Regions from separate parts of the Mus musculus genome. Here region 2 is linked to region 1. Evidence: chromatin contacts called from public Micro-C data. All regions are on one chromosome and are shown on one strand. Each heading gives the region's core, a stretch centred on a gene start, on an enhancer-like site or on the middle of the called end of the contact. The rest is flanking DNA. Distances are from core to core; before and after follow the strand shown. Region 1 holds the start of Nr4a2 (nuclear receptor subfamily 4, group A, member 2). Region 2 has its middle 59 kb from the start of Acvr1.

Region 1 (3,814 bases), core at 1,237-3,736:
GTGGAGGGAGGCGGGGAGAGGATGGGGGTTTAGGGATGCAGGGGGAAGGGCAAAAGAGGTGGAACAGCGATGAAGAAAGGAAAGGGCTGATCCCGGGACGACCCAGAGCTGGAAAGCTGTTGAGGGTCTACACTCATTTCCAAACGCCCCCCCCCCGCGCTCCACCCCCTTCCCGCAGACAGTCCCACTCTGATGAGCTTCTTCTTTGAAGCTCAGGGTCGACAGGATTTCTAGAAGCCATGCTCTAGAAATGAAGTTGAATTGCACAATAAGAAAGTTGTCCTCTGTGACTATAAGGCACAGGGTTGGCCTGGAAAGATCCTGTTGCCCTGTTTTGTTTTGTTTTTCTGAGGGTATGGGGGAACTCAGGAAAGGTAATGAAAGATAAAGCTCACTGACCTTCAGCAGAGTTATTGGAGTTTTCGAGGAAATTAAAGGTGGACAGTGTCGTAATTCAGCGAAGGACAAAGTTTCCAAGATTTTAAAAAAGAGCTATTGGGAATCCAGCCCGTCAGATCTCCCTGAAATACAGACACAGGAAGTTTCAGGATGTCTTCCCACCGAGACTTGGGCTGGGCAGATGCAGACTCACTCAGCAGGCCCTTCAAGTGCTTCCTTGGAAATGAGTGTGAAGACTTTACCCAACAGCATCTTAAAATGAAATGTGCAGAGACAAGGTGGCTAAACAGCAGATAATGCCGCTCATCTCCCAGTGTAAATCCCTGCAGAGAAAGCATCCTGTGGGGAAATTATCCCATGAGTCTACCAGATACTGATCAATATAATGAATTGGCCCCTTTGCTGTAGATGGAAGGGCCTTTGTCATTCTACTTTATGTCAAACCTAAGAAGTCTGGGTAAAGGAAAAACACAGCATCAAAGCTTCCTCTTAATATCTCTCTTAGAGTCCAGTGGACTTTTCTCTTAGAAGGAGAAAGAAAGTTAAAAGAACTCGAGAGTAAACCGTGAAAAAAAAAATACAGATCCAACCCTTAGGAAACGTTAGCAAGGCCTGGACAACCAAACAGCCAATGTGGGAGCAAGTGTGTAGCTTTAGTAATTGCTTTTGGTTCAACACAGGATCTTAAGGGACAAGCGAATTGGTGTTCCTCCAGAGAACTGGATTTTCAACATCTTTAATGGCCCAGAGGTGATGAGAGAGATCTCTACTTTACCAGGAGTATCTTGGGTCAACTGCAGAGGGAAAGAAATATTACGCATATGATATTGGCACCAAAGTTAGAAGCACTTCTCAGCACAGCAAACTGGACACCTTCTCCACAATGCTTTCCACAGGCTGCCTACTTGCTGGGACAAGGCATTCTTGTGTCCTAGCTATTTTTTTTTTCAGATGTTCCCACTTGCAAGGCATTCTAGAGCATAGACGATCTTGTTGATAAAGTAAAGAAACCTGAACACCCTCTCCTTTGCTCCCTCCCCTCTCCGCCCCCCCCCCCACTTCTTCCACAATCTTGCTTTGCTTCAAGGAGCGGAGAAGGTTAACAAGACAAACCAGAGGACTTTTGCTTTATCTCCCCACCCCCATCCGCCGCCGCCCTTGAAAATATGTCTGTTCTGGATATTAACCCGTGGCTATGTCACAGTTTCATAACCGTATTCTTTACCTCACGCACACACTGACACACTATCCAAGGACAACATATATCAAAACCAGTCATTTCAGGCAACTTCGCTACAGGACCCTCTACCGACACTACCCTTACTCGACGATATCCGGGAAACCTCCACCAGCGGGCGAGCCGAGCGACACTGTTCCCAAGCAACACGTAAACTTTCTCTCCCGGACTGTTTCCCACATGTTCGCGAGATGGAGCCTCCTCAAGCCACAATCAATTTCACACCAAGAGCAAACTTTGCGCACATCTCCACCGGCAAGTCCGCTTCTCCTAAAACTGTGGGAGTCCCCTTGCCACATCCACCAATGAGAAGCCTGGAAACCTCTGCCGGCAGCCAACTCCCCCCCCTTTACGCTAGCACCGGAGTTCCAGCAGAGGCTCGGCGGAGCTGCGCGCGCCCACTCGCCATCCCCCTTCCCCAGCCCCTTCGCGCTCCGCGGCTCGGGCGACCACTTGCAGAGAACCCGTTCCCTGGTACGCGGAGACCGGGAGGACGCGTGACCGCGGGCGGCCCCGCCGCAGCTACTCACTTGTCCGCTCTCTTCATTCATTCAACTCCGCCGAAGTGCAGTTCCCTCCGGGAGCAGAGGAGCCCGGGTCCGCGGGAGCGCTGCGGAAGCGGGGCGCGGAGAGCCACACGCAGCCAGCCCGGCCGCAGGAGAGGGAGGCAGCCAGCGGGGCCGGAGAGAGGGACGCGGAGCTGTGCGGAGCCGCGGGGCGGACTGGCCCTGGCCGCCAATGTGCCTTTGTTTATGTGGCTCGAGCTGCTGCTGCCAACATGCACCTAAAGTCTGCGCGCGTCAGCCCGCGTCAGCGGCCCGCGGTCCAATCGCCGAGCCGCCGCGCTCCCCGGACTCCTGGCCCGCGCTCGCTTTGGTATATTTCCGACCTGACGTCACGACTGGGGCTGATTTTAAGGTGGGAACGGTTCACCTTGGTAGCCCACTTGGGTGGATTTTTTTTTTTTCCGAAAGAAGTGTGACTTCTGCAACCCAGGTCCGTGAAGTCCGTGGTGATGCTACGCTCCACCTGCCCCTCCCCCGCCCCAGACCTTGCGTCCTCACACGTGGGGAGGGTGCAACAAAAGCTTGAACGGAAAAGAACACTCGCGTGGGCCAGGTAGCTAGCACCTGGGCCGAGAGGGCAGAGGTGTGCCTTGCAGCTCCCCAACATACCCTCCTCACACCCTTTAGCAGAAGTGGAGACAGTTGTCCCGTGGCTCGTAACTCTCCAAAGACTTGGGCGTTAGATGGGATTCCCCTAGTCCGTGCATCCCCCTTCTCCCTTTTTAAAAACCCACTCTTCCTCCCGCTTCGAAGGATGAGAGGTCAGGCCCTTTCCCCTTCTTTACAGAAACTAAAAAGACGTACTATCTAAAGCAATGTGGGAGGAAGGAGGGTAGACAGTGAGCCAAGTCTTAGAGGACCCCACAAGTAGGAGTGAACTGTTGCCAGCTTTCTCTCGCAGACAATACATTAAAGGATCCGGCAACAGGTGCGCCTCCAGCCCAGAGGTGATCTGAACCATCGCCCCCAAGCCCCTCGGTCAACTCTTGACAGAGTTGACATTTCGCTGTGCCCACCAAGCCCTTCAGTCCCTTTCACAGGTTTCTGAAACGCAGGGGCTGTCGTGCCTGCAACCAAGAAGAAAGCATGGAGGGAGAAGCAGCAAGGGGAGTGGAGCTCGAGGCGGGGTGGGTCTCGCCCAAAACGGAGAGTATGTGCCCATTGCCCCAGCCCAGGGTCCGGGTGAACTGTGGGAGCGTGCCCTACCCCCGCGTTCCTCTCAATCGCCTCCAGCTCCGCTCTGCAAGACAATCCGCTCCCCCTCCTCCCAAGCGCGTGGATCTTTCTAGCAAAGGAATCGCAGATCCTCCAGAGGGCTAACCCTACTCCCAGTACCCCCGTGAAGCTGGCCAGACAGGCCTCTTCGGGTTTCTCTCAAGACCAGGAAGGGACTGAGGCCAAGGGAGAGCGACTTTGTAGGGTCCCCTTCTTCTCCCAGGACAGCGCTCCTCCTCCCCTTCTCCCGAGCGTTGGCTCGCTCCCAAGCTACCCGGGCGAGCGGTGTGTGTGTGTGTGTGTGTGTGTGTGTGTGTGTGTGTGTGTGTGTGTGCGCGTGCGTGTGTGTGTGTGTGTGTGTGTGTGTGTGTGTGCAATATACACCTCGGCCCCCTCT
Region 2 (3,404 bases), core at 673-3,172, 1.5 Mb after region 1:
GTTGAGCTTGCTTTGCTTAACTTTGATGTGATGGCTTTGTTTTTTTTTTTATCTCCTAGAAACCTTTTCTTTTCTAATGAGACACAGAGAGAAGATCCAAATGGGAGAAGAGGTGAGGGGCAACTGGGAGAAACAGAGGATGGGGAAACTGTATTGATTGTATTGTATGAGAAAAAAAATCTATGTTTAATAAAAGGGGGGAAATGGAAGGGTGTAAATCAAGGGGAAAACCCCCAAGAAAAATAAAACAGAAACCTTTAAGCTTGTCTTAAAATACTGATGTAAGCAGCCACTTACAGTTCCTTCCTTCCTTCCTTCCTTCCTTCCTTCCTTCCTTCCTTCCTTCCTTCCTTCCTTCCTTCCTTCCTTCCTAATGAAAGGAAATAAAACTTGAGACCTGTGATTCATGTAATGTATGTCAAATAGCCCAAAGAGTTGTTTGTGAGCTTTGAAACCTGGGGCTGAGAACATAGCAGAACAGACCAGGACATGCCAGGGCAGGCCCATCGCCTCCCTATCTCCCACCCCTCTGACCTAAGTTAAATGTTAACAGGCTGCTGATGTTTAAATGGACCAATCATGTGAAACCTCGCCAATTCCTCCCCCAGCCCCACTCCTTTTGTATAAAAACCCCTAGCTTCCAAGCCTCGTGGTCGATTCCACTGTCTCCTGTGTGAGATACGTTTCGACCCGGAGCTCCACCATTAAAATACCTCATGTTGTTACATTAAGGTGTTGTGTTCTATTCATGATTCTTGGGTGCACGACGAATCGGGAGTTGAGTGGGGGTTTCCCCACTAGGTTCTTTCACTTCCTTCCTTTTCTTTTCTTTTTCAACGGTTTTGCTTTTTTCCCCAGGCTGACCTTGAACTCGTAACAGATCATTCGCCTCCAGATGGAGTAGCTGGCATTACACTTGCATTCTCCAGTACCCATGCGGAACTCTTTTTTAAATTTCCAAGTAATAATAAACATTCCAGAAGGATGGCAGAAGCATCTGCAAGAAGTGCAGAACAGCAAAAGTAGTGTTAGACTCCGGGGAGCCTAAGCTTACCGGGGACCCCCTGAGTGAACCATGTGGAGCCGGGATCAAGCAAGAGGAATTTATTGTTCCAGCGCACTGGGGTCATCCCAGACAGGAAGGAGTGGCAGCTACTCCCCCCACCCCCTACCCCAACCCCTGTGTCAGTTAAGCGAGTTTTTATATGGTTATACGGTTTCCAGAGGCAGAAAAGAGCATCAGCAACTAGGCACAATATGATTGGTGGAACAGTGCACCATTTAAACTGATTGATCTTTAGAGAATGAGGTGACAAGGACTTCCCTGGTTTGAAGTTGGGCAACAGTCTGTCCTCCAGAATGTGTCCCCACCCTCAGGTTGGTTCCCACCTATGGGCTGAGAAATGTTAATTAGCCTTTCCCTTCTGGAGGAGTGTTTCATGACCTTCCCAAAGTCCCTGAGCTGACCTTTTCAGTAGCCACTAAAGGGAACTAACCCAGAGCTGCTCTGTTAACTCCTAGGACAGATGTGCACATCTGTCTCTCTCTCTTTCTCTCTTTCTGTGTGTGTGTGTTAAATACCCCATTTTATAAATTATCCTCTAGGATTCACCAGTCTTCCCCATGTAGCCAATGCCAAAATCCCAGAGTCCATGTCCAGGTTTAGGACCATGACATTTGCTATATCCAACTCTGTTTCACTTGGGGGTTCCCCCCCAAATTTGGCTAATCTGGGGGAGACGCTTGTCAGGCAGTGCTGACTTACTGGCTCTGGCTTTCTATCCGTTGAAAAGTGACCCCTTAGCCTGTAAGAGATGGGTTGCAAAAAGGAAAGGAGAATGGATGGCTTCCAAGACTGCCGCAACTCTCTGATTAAGCTGACCGGAGGAGCAAAGCCCTTTTTAGCATTTGAAAGGGAAGGCAATTGTATCAAGTAGCCTCACTCCACCGCCTCCAGACTTTTCTTGCCCAGAAAACAAAGAGCGGCAAAGTAAAAAACACTTCATATTCTTATTCACTAAGGGCTAACAAAAACCTCCCAGGAAAAAAGTAAAAAGAGTCCTTCCAGGGGACAGTTTGGGAGTATATTGTTCGAAAGGGCACTGGCTTGGGGACAGAATGTTTACTGTCACCCAGGGAGGGTGGGCATGTACAAAGGTTACAGCTGTCAGAACTGGGCAATTCTGTCCCGATTCACTTGCTGGTGGCCACATTATACTTGGTATTCAGCTCTGCAATGTTTTTAGATTCTTGGTTTCAGTTGAACTTGAACTCTGAGCCAGGATAACATTCATAGTCATTAAATCAGCGGGTACTGACTGAACGCTACTGTGTATCCGTCACTGTGTTAGGTGCGGGAGGAGGTAACAGCCCAGCCCAGATGTAGCATCTGAACCCTTTGAATCAATAGATAAGACTGATATTGAATAAGGAGATATATGTTATTATTGAAAGACAGCTGTGAGAAACATTAGGAGGTGCACAGTGTTCTCTATTTGAAAAAGCTTACTGAGAGAGTGTCTGATCTCATTCCCTAATTCTTCACAGGAAGAAGAAAGAAACACGCAGAAAGGCCCTGGGGAAAACGTAGCCTGGCTTAGGAATTAGAAGGTGCCTACCAAGGCTAGGGAGGACAGAATGGGTTTGAGCCCGGCAGCTGGAGAAGGTATGAATTGCCTTCTGTAAACCTTTGCTTCTGGGGCCTTTAATGGGAAAAGTCATTTTAGAGGTTTATAACCTAAAGAATTTCAGGGCCAGAGAGATAGAGAATGACTCAAGGGGTAAATGTTCTGCCTCCAATCCTGCGGACTGGAATTAAATCCCCAAACCCCTCATGATAGGAGAGAGTCAACTGGCATACCTTGTGCTCACGCGTTCTCTCTCTCTCTCCATCTCTCTGTCTCCCTCCTCTCTCCATCTCTCTCCCCGTCTCTCAGTCTTTCTCTGTCTCTCTCTGACTCTCCGTCTCTGTCTCTGTCTCTGTCTCTGTCTCTGTCTCTCTCTCTCTCTCTCTCTCTCTCTCTCTCTCTCTCACACACACACACACACACACACACACACACACACACAGTTATTTAGAGGAAAAGTGTTTATGGGCTGGTCCTTTGAGATGATGCTCACACACGGGCCTGATGACTTGAAGTTAATTAAGCCCTGCATCCAACAGATCCCAGCAAGTTGTCCTCTGAAGTGCAAGGGACAGATCCAGGGGAACCAGTTGATTAAGCTCTGTCAAAAGTCAAAGCCAGAAGTTCTCAAATTCTATGAATTGCTGGGGACATTAATGCAGATTCTGTGTAGATATAGCCTCAGATGTCTTAGATATAGCCTCAGATTCTGCTTTTGAGCACACTCCCAGGTGTTCATAGGGGAGGCCGCAGGCACACACTCCACTAACAGGTCTT

What was found. A called contact is a pair of places that touch in the nucleus more often than the background predicts.
Region 2: a Micro-C map of embryonic stem cells shows a contact between it and region 1, with 2.9 times the contacts expected there. The contact joins the enhancer-like site here to the promoter of Nr4a2 in region 1. A contact is called at or near these places in 4 of 39 promoter capture datasets (embryonic stem cells, hippocampal neurons and stem cell-derived epiblast-like cells), 1 of 484 Hi-C or Micro-C datasets (embryonic stem cells) and 1 of 115 datasets of contacts at active chromatin or transcription factors (embryonic stem cells).

Annotation. Positions count from the first base shown.
Region 1 is chr2:57,112,552-57,116,365 of GRCm38.p6, forward strand. Nr4a2 (nuclear receptor subfamily 4, group A, member 2) reads right to left here and starts at 2,487. Exons shown (of 8, transcript NM_013613.2): 1 at 2,167-2,487; 2 at 400-521.
Region 2 is chr2:58,624,534-58,627,937 of GRCm38.p6, forward strand. It overlaps a transcript of Upp2 not described here. Among named protein-coding and RNA genes, the nearest start is that of Acvr1, 59 kb to the left of the region's middle. Within about 2 kb of position 1,923, at least 21 of the 459 cell types and tissues checked have an H3K27ac peak or open chromatin away from gene starts, as enhancers often do. A contact at or near this core is called in embryonic stem cells and stem cell-derived epiblast-like cells, where this site is marked.